Linked DNA regions of Mus musculus: region 1 is linked to region 2. A link is a contact called in public HiChIP or PLAC-seq data. All regions are on one chromosome and are shown on one strand. The core of a region is the stretch at or near the end of the contact, and the rest is flanking DNA. Distances in the headings are between cores, read along the strand shown. Region 1 overlaps Ahdc1 (AT hook, DNA binding motif, containing 1). Region 2 holds the start of Fam76a (family with sequence similarity 76, member A).

Region 1 (2,700 bases), core at 48-2,547, 130 kb after region 2:
GGTGTGCTGTGTTTGCTTCTACAGATGGGGAGGTTGCCTGACTGTCTACCCATCGGCCTGGACCCCAGAGCCAAGCCAGCTGAGTGAGTGCCGAGGGTCCCAGGTGACCGGGGGAGTGGCACTGCTCAGGCCTCTGCAAAGACTACCCTGGAGAAGCTGATGCTGGTGGAGACAGCCCTTTCTTGCTGAGTCCAGCCTCTGCAGAGCCTGCGCAGGTAACTGTGAGCCAGTGTAACAAAGATCGCCTCTTAGCTTAGGCAGAGAGAGAGACATTAATCTAGCCTATTCGAACTCCCCATTATCCAGAGAAGGGAATAGAGGCTCATGTGGCACAGTGAGTCCCTTAGCATCCTGCCTCCTAGCCTGAGGACTCTTCCCTATGCCTCCATGACCTGGAGAACTGGGCGGAGAGATGGGTTGTGACGGTGACCAGGATTCAGGGCAGAGGTGGAAGCCAGCGTGCCTGATATATGCAGCTGACCTCCCCAGGACTCCTCTACAGAGCTGAGAGGCCATGGTAGTCCAGGTGTGATTGCATGCCCGGCAGCTGGCCGCAGGGCAGGCCATGGCAGGACCCATCTTTCTTGTGGCCCAGGTTTAGCCCACCCAGGCTCCCAGCCACAGAGGCCAGGTGGGGCTGCCCTGCCCTATAGAGGCAACTCCCTGAACTGACACATGAAGCCTCAGGCTCCAGGAAGCTCCTTAGAGTTTAGCCTGCTGGAAACCCCACCCAACTTCCAAAGGAGCATTCCTGAGGTCTGCATGGGGGTTGGGCCTCCAGGGATGGGAAGGGTGGGGAGGCAGGGCTGCAGGAGGATGTGAGGCTGTAAATGTGCTGTGCTGGGTCTGTGTGCAAGCAGGTGTGTGGGGCTCTCTGTCCTTAGTGCACAGGGTTGTGTATGCAAGAGTTACATAAGTGGCCTATGTGGGGGGAATAGTTAAGAGCTTCACATGTGTGCTGTAGTGGTGACTGCTGGCTATGGATCCTATGCAGGTGTGGGTATCCTGGGCTGTCTACCACACAGGGTACTAGTGGACCAAGACTCAAACACCCTTGGGTGGGTTTGTGTGTGCTCAGGGTTCTGAGCACAAGGTGAGGTGGCATGTGCACATGGCTCCCTTTGTGTTTTGGAGGTGGGCTGGGCAGGACTTGGGCTGCGCTGGGCTCAGCAATGCCCAGCCTTGTGGCCAAACTGCTGAAGTCACTTCCTTTTCAACAGTGACTTTCCAGGGGGAGGAGTTCTTCCGACCTGGTCGGCAGTGAGGGGCGTGGCCGAACTGGCTCTCTCTGGGGAGGGATGTGGGCGGGGGCGGGAGAGAGGTGGGAGGAGGTGCTAGTGGTACTGGAAGAGGGAGTCCTCTGGGAGACAGAAGGAAAGACAAGGACAGGAGTCTGGAAGGGCCAAGGGCAGGAGGGAATGGGGGTGGAGTGGGGCGGAAAGCACAGTCCCTGGGTGACCTCGGAGGGAGGAAGGGAGGGCTGCCAATGAGGTGACCCTCGGGTTCAGTGAGAGCTGGCAGTGGCGCCTACACACCTGGCACTCGGGGCAAGGGGCTGGCAGGGGGCGGTTCAGGAACAGACCTGCTTGCCAGGTGCCCCACTCTGGACAGGAAGAGGGTGGGCGGGGGCTGTACAAAGGAGCTCTGTGTGGCTGAGGATAGGGTAGGGTGGGGTATGCAGTGCTGTACTGTTCTGGGGTTGGGGGAGATGATGGGGGCGGGGCAGGACCAGTTCCCCTTGGGGCATCAGTGGCTCCAGGGGGACACCTAGTGGTCAGGGGAGGTAGTGCATCTTGATAACAAACTGGGGGAAAAGAGATTAGAAGTGGTAGTTGAGATAGTTGAGGAGGCCAGGGCTAGTCTGAATCTTTGGATGATGAAGCAATTTGACTTAAAGGATCCCAACAAAACCAAACTTAGGTGACAACAAAGCTGATTGGCATGGCTGTGTGTCCTTAAGGGCATGACTAAGCCTCTCTGTGTTCACATTTAAATGCAAAACAAGTGACTGGGGCTGGTGAGATGGCTCAGCAGGTAAGAGCACCCGACTGCTCTTCCAAAGGTCTAGAGTTCAAATCCCAGCAACCACATGGTGGCTCACAACCATCCCTAACGAGATCTGACTCCCTCTTCTGGTGTGTCTGAAGACAGCTACAGTGTACTTACATGTAATAAATAAATAATCTTAAAAAAAAAAAAAAAACAAGTGACTGGTCCTTCTTAGGATCTAGGGCAAGTGTCTGCTTGCTAGAAGATCTACGAATTAGGTGGGCACTAGGGGCTAAAAGGAAGGGAAGACCAAGAGAGTGAAACATGAAATTCCTGAGAGAAAGGGGGCTGGCAGTCCTGGGAGGTAACGCCTCCGTGGAGAAGAGAGGGCCTGAGGAAGGTTTCAGAGCAGCCATGTTTCCCACTGCTAAGAGCTTAAGGACATCCAGGAGCCTTCAGACTGAGGGGGCTGAGGGAAATGGGAGGGGAGTGCTCGCAGGCTGCAGAGAGGGTCATGAGGCCGGAAGTGAGAGCTGGGACTGGCAGCTTGGCTCCCCAGGGGAGGTTAGGGGTGGGTGAGAGGGGAGGAGGGCTGGGGAAGGGGTGGGGTGGTCACAGCCACAGTGGGGGAGGGTGGGGCTGGGGATCAAGGATGTGGGCTGGCGCTTCCCGGCACTCTGCTCTGCAGGTTGGGGCCCCCCTCCTAGCCAG
Region 2 (2,700 bases), core at 117-2,616:
TGGCACATGCCTTTAATCCCAGCACTCAGGAGGCCGAGTTCAGGATTTTCTGAGTTCGAGGCCTGCCTGGTCTACAAAGTGAGTTTCAGGACAGCCAGGGCTATACAGAGAAACCCTGTCTTGGAAAAACAAAAAACAAAAATAACAACAAAGAATCATACAGCCTTAGACTGAGCAACAGTACACGACTTTAATCCCAGCGTTTGGAAGACAGAGGCAGTCAGATAGATCTCTGAGAGTTCAAAGACAGCCAGAGCTACAAGTTATATGACCCTGCCTCGGAAACAAACAAGAAAAATGTTTAGATCAAAGTTTTTATGTCCAAGGGGGCCTTCAAACACTATCTTTCGGACTCAGTAAACCCAAGTGGCTTAAGGAAAGTATGTGGGCATCTTTTTGGGGGGACGCGGGGAGGTGAACTACACACAGCGGACGGACACAGACACACATTCTGTATCTGAAATATCTGAGGATCTGTCAACGGCAACTCTGCACGAGCTTGCCGACTTAACTGTTGCTCTCTTGAACCGACGAGGTGGGAGGAAGTTATATATAAAAACGCTGGCATTTCAGGGGTTAAAAAATGCTTAGGATGAGGAGGAAGGCTACCAATTAGATGCTAAAAAGTCACCCTGTTCGTGTGTGTTCCAAGACACTGTTGGGGTACTTTTTTCATTTTCCCTAATAAAGCCTTGCCACCTCTAACTTTGAGATCGGCTGTAAAGTGCCCACGAAGTGTCCAGAGTTCAAAACACTCCTCACAAGCAGCACCTGATTCCGGGGTTCAATCTCATCCAGGACAAGGGAAATCTCTGGACCGTCATTCTACACTCAAGACGACCACATCAGAAGAGAAGGCGGTCCAAGGAAATCTTCCCGGGGGGCCAGTCGGGGACAAACAGGGGAGCTGTCCCCTCCCGCGACCTCACCAGGTCGGAGAAGAAACCCCAGCCGTTGCTAAGCACCAGGACACGCCGGCTGCCAGGGCCTGGACTCCGCCCGGGGCTCCCACAAGTACCCTGCAGTCCTCTGCGGGCCCGGCTCAGCTCGTCCGCAAAACGGGCCGGCCACACCCTGCCCGAGGGGACCCCGGCAGCCGTCCTCGCTGGACCGAGAGTTCCGAACCGCGCCTGGAGCGTCCCCAGCTCCCGGCCGCCGCCCCAGCCCGCGCACCTTGCACAGCTGCTGCCCCTGAGACAGCGCCTCGAAGGGGAAGCGCTGGTGGCACTTGGTGCAGGCGTACAGCGCCGCCATGTCCGGCCCGGGCCGTGATCGCCGCCGCCCCTCCCGCCGGCCCGCCGCTTTATCTGACAGTCTCAGGCACAACCTGGCGGCGGCGGCCGGGCCGCGGGCTGCGGAGGGCGGGCGGGCGAGGGCGGGCCGCGGGCGCAGGGGCGGGCTCTCCGGTGCTCAGAGGCCGTTCGCTGGCTCGCGTGGACGTCGATCACGCGGGAGGGGGCGGAACGTGGAGTTCCCGACGGCTCTGATTCGGTCCGGGTTGGACTACGCCACTGTGACGCTCGGGGCCGCGATTATGTAAAGCGCAGTCACGCGGGGGCGCCGCCTGAAAAGAGCGTCTTCCGAGTAGGATAGCGGAAGCCCTCGGGCTCCGCCCACCTGCCCGCTGAGGCTCCGCCCTCGCTCCGCCTCTCCGGGGGCTGCGGGAGCATTGGAGCTTCTCGCGATACTCGATGAAGTTGTGATGTTTTGGGTTGCCGTGGAGCTTCCCGCTAGCCGAAGGAGTGTGGGATTGGGGTGACAGTCGGGCAACGTCGGATTCGAACTACGAGACCATCCGGAGTTTAAACCCACTGGCAACCAAGGAGGAAAGTCTATCTTTGGAGCAGGCGGAGGGGAAAAGCAGGATATTAAATGAGTGTCCTCTATGGGCTGGAGAGAAGGCTCCGAATGCTGCTTTTGCAAAGTTTGGTTCCCAGCACCCACATCTGGAGGCTCAGATCGCCTGTAACTCCAGCTGCAGGGCTATCCCTGATGCCTCTTAACTCAGCAGGCACCTGCACTCACGTGCACTTACAAAAGATGGGCAGTTGTAAAATGGTAAAACAGTAGAGACCTGAAGCTAGAATTAAAGGCAATAGGAACACGGTGGCCATGATACTCTTGAGATCGGTTGGCTGTGTGTGTATGGAGGCCATCTGTACATGACCCAAAACCTTTAATACATTTTAGTTTGTGTGTGTGTCTCTGTGTCCCCCTCACTTAATATGGAGCTAATTGATCTGTCCGTTCTAGTGTGTGTGAGACTTAGGGATTGGTTTGATCTCTAGCACTGGAGAAAGAAAAAGAGGTAGGGCATAGGAAGTGAGAGGAAAGAAAGGAATAGAAAATATCGATGATCATTCATACAATAAACCTTTTTTAAAAGTTATTTTTACTTGTAAATGTGTTTGTGGGGCTGGAGAGATGGCTCAGCGCTGACTGTCTTCCAAGGGTCCTAAGTTCAATTCCCAGCAACCACATGGTGGCTCATAACCATCTGTAATGGGGTCTGATGCCCTCTTCTAGTGTGTGTCTGAAGATAGCAACAGTGTACTTACATATAATAATAAATAAATCTTGGGGCTGGAGCCAGCAAGGCTGGAGCCAGCAGAGGTCCTGAGTTCAATTCCCAGCAACCACATGAAGGCTCAGAACCATCTGTTCAGCTACAGTGTACCCCTATACATAAAATAAATAAAT

Evidence for each region. HiChIP or PLAC-seq counts read pairs in DNA pulled down with a chosen protein or histone mark.
Region 1: an H3K27ac HiChIP or PLAC-seq map of embryonic stem cells shows a contact between it and region 2, with 10 read pairs. The contact joins the enhancer-like site here to the promoter of Fam76a in region 2. A contact is called at or near these places in 1 of 39 promoter capture datasets (liver), 1 of 15 datasets of contacts at CTCF or cohesin (large pre-B cells), 8 of 484 Hi-C or Micro-C datasets (cerebral cortex, cortical neurons, embryonic stem cells and 3 more), 4 of 115 datasets of contacts at active chromatin or transcription factors (embryonic stem cells, epiblast stem cells and pancreatic cancer cells) and 3 of 9 other capture datasets (adipose tissue, liver and pancreatic islet).

What each region holds. Positions count from the first base shown.
Region 1 is chr4:133,054,989-133,057,688 of GRCm38.p6, forward strand. Ahdc1 (AT hook, DNA binding motif, containing 1) reads left to right here. Exons shown (of 7, transcript NM_146155.3): 3 at 25-215. Among named protein-coding and RNA genes, the nearest start is that of Gm26615, 27 kb to the right of the region's middle. Within about 2 kb of position 1,298, at least 293 of the 459 cell types and tissues checked have an H3K27ac peak or open chromatin away from gene starts, as enhancers often do. A contact at or near this core is called in adipose tissue, cerebral cortex, embryonic stem cells and 5 more, where this site is marked.
Region 2 is chr4:132,921,185-132,923,884 of GRCm38.p6, forward strand. Fam76a (family with sequence similarity 76, member A) reads right to left here and starts at 1,367. Exons shown (of 9, transcript NM_145553.2): 1 at 1,174-1,367. The coding sequence starts at 1,254.